2 separate regions of the Mus musculus genome follow, and region 1 is linked to region 2. The links are chromatin contacts, called in public HiCAR-type maps. All regions are on one chromosome and are shown on one strand. Each heading gives the region's core, a stretch centred on a gene start, on an enhancer-like site or on the middle of the called end of the contact. The rest is flanking DNA. Distances are from core to core; before and after follow the strand shown. Region 1 overlaps Slc10a7 (solute carrier family 10 (sodium/bile acid cotransporter family), member 7). Region 2 has its middle 3.4 kb from the start of Gm6360.

What was found. HiCAR-type assays count read pairs that join an accessible place to other places.
Region 1: a HiCAR-type map of embryonic stem cells shows a contact between it and region 2, with 3 times the contacts expected there. The contact joins two enhancer-like sites. A contact is called at or near these places in 1 of 484 Hi-C or Micro-C datasets (embryonic stem cells), 6 of 115 datasets of contacts at active chromatin or transcription factors (craniofacial prominence, double positive thymocytes and embryonic stem cells) and 1 of 9 other capture datasets (embryonic stem cells).

The regions. Positions count from the first base shown.
Region 1 is chr8:78,542,087-78,545,421 of GRCm38.p6, reverse strand. All of the region lies in intron 4 of Slc10a7 (solute carrier family 10 (sodium/bile acid cotransporter family), member 7), which reads right to left. Among named protein-coding and RNA genes, the nearest start is that of Slc10a7, 34 kb to the right of the region's middle. Within about 2 kb of position 1,496, at least 24 of the 459 cell types and tissues checked have an H3K27ac peak or open chromatin away from gene starts, as enhancers often do. A contact at or near this core is called in embryonic stem cells, where this site is marked.
Region 2 is chr8:78,067,323-78,070,766 of GRCm38.p6, reverse strand. No RefSeq gene overlaps it. Among named protein-coding and RNA genes, the nearest start is that of Gm6360, 3.4 kb to the left of the region's middle. Within about 2 kb of position 2,021, at least 7 of the 459 cell types and tissues checked have an H3K27ac peak or open chromatin away from gene starts, as enhancers often do. A contact at or near this core is called in embryonic stem cells, where this site is marked.

The DNA of each region.
Region 1 (3,335 bases), core at 247-2,746, 480 kb before region 2:
GCTTGCTCAGGGGTGGAGCTTCCTGCTCATTCGTTCTGCCACGCCCACTGCTGGAACCTGCGGAGCCACACACGTGCACCTTTCTACTGGACCAGAGATTATTCAGCGGGAATCGGGTCCCCTCCCCCTTCCTTCATAACTAGTGTCGCAACAATAAAATTTGAGCCTTGATCAGAGTAACTGTCTTGGCTACATTCCTTTCTCTCGCCACCTAGCCCCTCTTCTCTTCCAGGTTTCCAAAATGCCTTTCCAGGCTAAAACCCAGGTTGTGGTCTGCTGGCCGGACACAACAATAACAATAGCAAAATTACAGTTATGAGTTAAAAACAAAAACAATCTTATGTTGGGGGTTATCACAACAAGGGACTATAGTAAAGGTCAGAGCATTGGGAAGTTGAGAACCACAACTCTAGGATAATGCAGGACATAGAAACAGCCTGTGTCACTCACCACCCAATCAAACTTTGCATCTCTGGGGCACCACAAAGCAATAACTTTGCCACCAGCTTGCCACAAGAAGCAATTTTTCAAGCTATTTGCTGGCTGAACTACAGTTGTTTCCTCCCTGGCTAGTTTCTTCTGCTCCCCACTGTGGTAAAACCATTCCAGCGACCAAGTCTCCACACAGTATCTGAGCTCACCCTCTCCACCAGATCCTGTCTCATAAATCTTCCAGAGTTTGCTATCCTGATCCCACAGAGCAAGTCCCAGCCACGCTGAGTAAGAACATGTGTCATTCACATTCAAGAGCCAACTCTTCAGAGAGCTCTGTAGGCCCATGACTTCCCTTACTGACCAGGCTCACCCATTCAGTCACCAGAACAGTATCTCACCCCTTAGTAACTGCAAGCACTCACAATCTGTTCTGGTAGTGCTGACTTCTACTCCTTAGTACTTACAAGTACTAAGCCAATCACTTTGGTGAAGAACCAACATGGCACTGGGATTTCAGTAGAGCTAATAATAGAGTTTTAATTTTGGATGAGGGATGGAAGTGTCCTGACGAGGTCAGGAATTCCTAGCTGTGGGACCTGAAACAGGTTTGTTAACTTCTCCATCCTCATTTGCCCAACTATAAAAGCAGCATAGTGTAAGACTATACAAATAAGATAATTAACACAATTCTTAGAGAAATGAAAAAGCTAAAGAGTGCTTTGTACAACATACCTAATATAGAAAATGTATTTATCACAGTAAGTGACCTAAAAGGAGTATTCTCACATATATTTTAATCTTAGATAAACTGGCGCTTCCATAAAGGAGAAACTGTTCATTTTAAACAATGGGCATCAACTTCATTCATTTAAAAAAATAAAATTTATCAGACATATATGTGGTAACATAAGTCTATAACCCAGCACTTAGGAGGCAGAAGCAAGATGATCTCTAGTTCAGGGTCAGCCTGGGCTACACAGGGAGTTCTAGGCAAACCTGGCCTACACAGTGTATCCTGCTGTGTTGGCTAGTGTTTATGTCAACTTGATACAGCTAGAATGAATCACCAGAGAGAAAGGAATTTCAATTGAGAAAATGCCTCTGAGTAGGCTAGGGGCAGGCATGTAGGGCCTTGTCTTATTTAGTGATTGATGGAGGAGGGCCCAGCCCATTATGGGTAGCACCACCCCTGGGCAGATGGTGGGGGGTTCTGTAAGAAAGCAGGCTCTGCAAGCCACGAGGAGCAGGCCAGTAAGCAGCACCCACCATGACCTCTGCATCACCTCCTGTCCCCAGGTTCTTACCCAGTGTGAGTCCCTGCCTTGGCTTCCCTCAATGGACTGGGATTCTGAATATGTAAGCACTTAAATAATCCCTTTCCTCCTCAAGATGCTTTTGGTCTCGGTGTTTCATCACAGCAACAGAAGCCCTAAGAGTAGTCCTAAGTGAGACACTTGGTTTTGTTTGTTTGTTTGTTTGTTGGTGGGGAGTGAGAATCTGCTAATGTTTTCTAATGTCCAAATCATTTTTTCCATAGAAGATATTTAAGTAGATGGTTTACCATCATCCAAAGTTACACAAGGAAAAGAAGACAGAGAGGATCCATTCAGCTAAAATCTTGTGCATGTTGTTTCATTCTTTGATGGCTTCAAAAATGCACAGTTAACACCAGAGAAGTTATTCATTTATCTCTAAGGTCCTGCCAGCTATAGAAAGCTCTTCCTTTCTTCCATTCAAAGTCCTTGAAGGCTCAAGGCAAACACTTAAGGGCATTTCTCCAAAGGCTATGGCTGCCTGTGTGGAAACAAAGTAGAAGAAATAGAAGTAACTGAAACATTCCAGGTATGCATCCTGACTTTTCTGTAAAGGTTTGACACTGGGCAAAGCGTAACTGGAAATGAATTACTGCCTTAATAGTATACAGAGTGGTGGTTTGAATAAGAAATGTCCCTCACTTGGACGCTTGGTCCCTAGGCTGTGGTGCTATTTAGGGGGAGGAGGGGCTTCAAGTGCCTTTGGGAGGTAAAGCCTTGCTGGAGGAAGTGTATCACTAGGGGCGGGCCTTGCTGGAGGAAGTGTATCACTAGGGGCGGGCCTTGCTGGAGGAAGTGTATCACTAGGGGCGGGCCTTGCTGGAGGAAGTGTATCACTAGGGGCGGGCCTTGCTGGAGGAAGTGTATCACTAGGGGCAGGCCTTGCTGGAGGAAGTTTGGGGGGAGGAGGGGGCTTTGAGCATTTATAGTCTCTCCCCACTCCCCGGTTGTTTTATGCTTGGTGTCTTCATTTGAAGATGTAAGCTCTCAACTTCCTGTTGCCATGTCTGGCTGCTGCCATGGCTTCCTTTCAAGATGAACACTTAACCTTCTAGAACCATAACTCAAAGTAAACTTTCATAAGCTGCTTTGGCCACAGCGCTTTGTCAAAGCAACAGAGCACTGACTGATGGCATCATAGAGATACCTAAGTACTCATTTATTTGAACAACTAGTTATGTGTTTGAAGGTGCATTGACAGTGTCTCTACACACTGGCTACAGCAGCTGCAACTGTGGATGAGACATACCCATGGTGATGGAGGAAGGCCCTTTCGTGAGACACAAAGGCCTTCACGATATACTATGCTAAAGATGTGTAGACACAAGGGAAGACCAGAGGACTTGGAAAAGTGATAGGGAATGCTTCCTAAAGGAAGAAGCTGCCAGTTAGAGAACACGCCCAGTCAATAACTCCTTATAGGGCAGTTTTACCAAGTTTGGACTTCTTGGTCTAATCTGGGGGGGACACTTATTTTTCCCACCAGGGTGGCTCAAGTTCTAAGTAATATATGAGCTTCCTGTTCAGGACTGGCTACCCTATTGCCGGGGACAGACAAGGCAGCATAGGTAATGAGCCACAGGCATT
Region 2 (3,444 bases), core at 772-3,271:
TTCCTCTAACTTCTGTGCCCAGAAAAATGTGGTGACTTTTCCCTAAGATTCAGTGAAATAATAAAGAGACAGAAAATTCACTCATCTGAACACAGGGCTAATCTTGGGTCCAGATTCTCTGATTCCTCCCCCTTCCAACCCCTACCCCCATCCCTGCCCACCAAGTCATAGACTAGAGAAGGGCACATGGGAACACTTCAAAACAGAGAGAGGGAGCTGGGAACAGCCTCAGTCATGAACACACACAGGCACACAACACACACATGCACACATACACAAATACACACACATACATGCCCATAATTTTAAAAATAATTTTAAAACGTCTTCAAAGCTCAAGGAGCTTCAAGTGTGCCTCATAGGAGGTCAAGGTTGACTGTACATATACTAAAATTTCCTTCAGTATCTGTATGTATGTCATTACTCGGTCTCCCAGGGAACGAGCATGCGCTTTAGCAGAAAATAAGTATAACCAGTAGGTAAGAGTATGAGTATCTGTAACTATGCGCATTAATAAGTAGCAATGACTATGAACGTGTCAATATCAATGACAACTTTTAAAATAACCATGATGCTAAATAATCATGGACATAAAAATGTGGTAGATGATGCAAGGATTTCTGTTTGAGATGTTCCGTGCTGTCCTTGCTATCTTTGATCGTCTGTATCATATGATCTGCTTCTGTGCTGTGACACCTGAGAATAAGTGATGGAAAATGTGAGTTATTAACGTCACGGTAATCTCGCTCCATACCCCAGGAGCTGGAGCTGGAGAATACAGGTTTCCCTGTCAGCTGGGGTCCATGCGCCAGGGACAGTCACTTGGCTTCTTTAGACTTTTGATCTCCATGTTGAAGTTTTTGAGACTGATGTTTAAAAGTGTTGACAACAGACAGTATACATTTGCACAAACTCTAAGTCTCCTGTAAAGGTTGCTTGGATTAAATAAGAAATCATCTTGTTATTCCTTTGTTTTTGCCCTGACACTGGGCAGTGATTCTGGAGCCTGCCCTTGCTGAGGAAGCTCTACCACTGAGTCACTTCTCAAGTATGTAATGGCTTTAAATTTTGAGGCAAGGTCTCCCTGAGTTCCCCAGGCTGAGCTAGAACTCACTTCATGGCCCAGGCAGGCCTTGGCTTTCTGATCTTCCTTCCCCAGTCCCCAAGTGCTGGGATCACAGCAGGGCCATCATTTTGTTAAAAGCTAGGCTCTTCATCAGCACTTTCTCTGTAAGTGAGGGGTAGTACTGGAATGAGGAGCATCTCCATAGGTGGATGTTACTTTGTCACTAGCCTTCAGAAGAGTATATTCAGACCCACTTGAGTTTTGACAAAAGGCTATGAAACAAACAGCTGAAAAAAAAGAAAGAAAGAAAAAAAGACAGGAAGGAAGGAAGGAAGGGAGGGAGGGAGGGAGGGCGGGAGGGAGGGAGGGAGGGAGGGAGGGGGAGAGAGAGAGAGAGAGAGAGAGAGAGAGAGAGAGAGAGAGAGAGAGAGAGAGAGAGAAAATTAAAACTATGGACATGCCTTGTTGCTCCACCTGCGATCTTGTGTTCAGACATGGAATGCCCAGAGAACTTGAGCAACAGTAAGGAGCTTTTGGAGGCAATTGCTACTCACAGTATCGGGAGCACCCAGCTATCTTATGTGAAATTCTTTTCATCTTCCCTCCACTCTCTTGTGAAAAGCAGGAGGCTTTCTGAGAGGCACAGACATTCTCAGTCTTTGCAACAAGACAGCTTTCTTGCTGGTTGAGCTCAGGAGAGGCAGGGCAATTTTGTGTTAAACAGACTCAGAAGATGACAGGAAGGAGGTAAGTTTATAGCCGGAAATCCATATGCAAACCGTCCCTTGGAAGGTTGCTTTTTACTGTCTTGTACAAAGTTAATGGAAACCAAGGAGCTACCATTCCAGAATCTTCGTCTCCTTTAATCCTTAATGACGAAATAAAAATGGGCAGCCTGTATCCTGCAGCAGCTCCAGCCAGCAGACCTCTAGGAAACAAGGCTCCCTACAGACTTTCCCTTGATCTTAAAGCTCAACTTGAAACATTTATATGCACAGAGCACCTGGCCGGGAGATGTGAGAAGGGCCTTTTTTTCCCCTCCACCTTGGCTCTATTTCTTTCTTTAATAATAAATTCTCAGGTTTCTTTCTTCCCTTCCTGAAAATTGATTCTATTCTAAGTAGTGTTTTTTGTTCTTTCTTAATAGTTTAAGGAAAGCAAGACAAACTTGAAAACCCCCCATTAACACCCGTCAGGGGTCCTGCCTGCCCACCTGTATCATCTTTGTTTTTCCAAAGATGAAGCAGAAAAGTCAAGTCAGGGTTGATTAATTCTAATCAGGTTGAGGACTTTCTTTGTTTGAATTCAAAGGGCTCCAGGTAACCTATTGTGCAGCTTAGTGGCAAGGGCTGCGCAAATCTTCTCTTGTACCCCCTGCGTCGTGAAGAAGCAATGAGCTCACAAACTTGTTCTGACTGCTGCTCCCGCTCGCTCAAACATGCAGGTGTGCACACACTGTCACTCGCTTAAACACGCAGGTGTGCACACTGTCAGGTGTTAAACAAAGGAGGAAAGCTGGAGCTGGTCCTAAAATGTCATCGTCATCTGGGGTATGTCCTCAACGGAATTATAATGCACTTCATGCTACAATGACATTTGGTCCAACAAGAAAGTGTGTGCCGGATGCAAGACAGACACCTCACTTTTATTTTGCAACAAATATATTTAAAGGAAGAAGAACAATTTCGAAATATCACTGGGCTGTGTTCTTTCTTCCATCTTTCTGTTCTCTCCTTCTTCCCGGGCTTCACCTCATGGAAGATTTTACGAAGTCAAGCTTAAAGACTGTGGTACAAAATGATAAAGAAATCACTGATATTGGGACAGAGGAGCTAAAAGGCAAGACATGAACAAGGAAGGAGATTTCTAAAATATACAAAGCAAGTCCCTGCTCTGTAGCTATGGCAGGATACAAGGTACACATTTGGCTTTCCATATACCACCCACCACCACCCTACGCTGTGCCCCAGCAAGGCTCTCAGGTGGCCAATTTACTGCCCCCCCCCCTCTAACCCTGCCCTCTTTAGGCTCATTCTCCAAGACCAAGTGCTACTTGCATTCAGCCAACAGATGAAAGGAGGCTCTCCTTTGCCCACAGTATTTAGGATTAAGGTCTAGTTGCTCACTGCAGCATCTAGACTTTCATAGCTAGACACTCGACAGCTTTCAGGCTCTCTGGCTGTCCCAGCCTCCCTTGCACACACCCTTTGGCCAGCCCACACTTCCTTCAGCATGTAGACTCCATCCTTCTCTGTATCACTTTGTTAGTCGGCTTCTCTGCCTCTCCACTCTGGGTCACTCATACTCTTCAGGCTGATAGTGCTCCTGTGTAGGTCCAACCTATGCTTCTTAATCCTGATGCCTCCAATGCTTCAGTG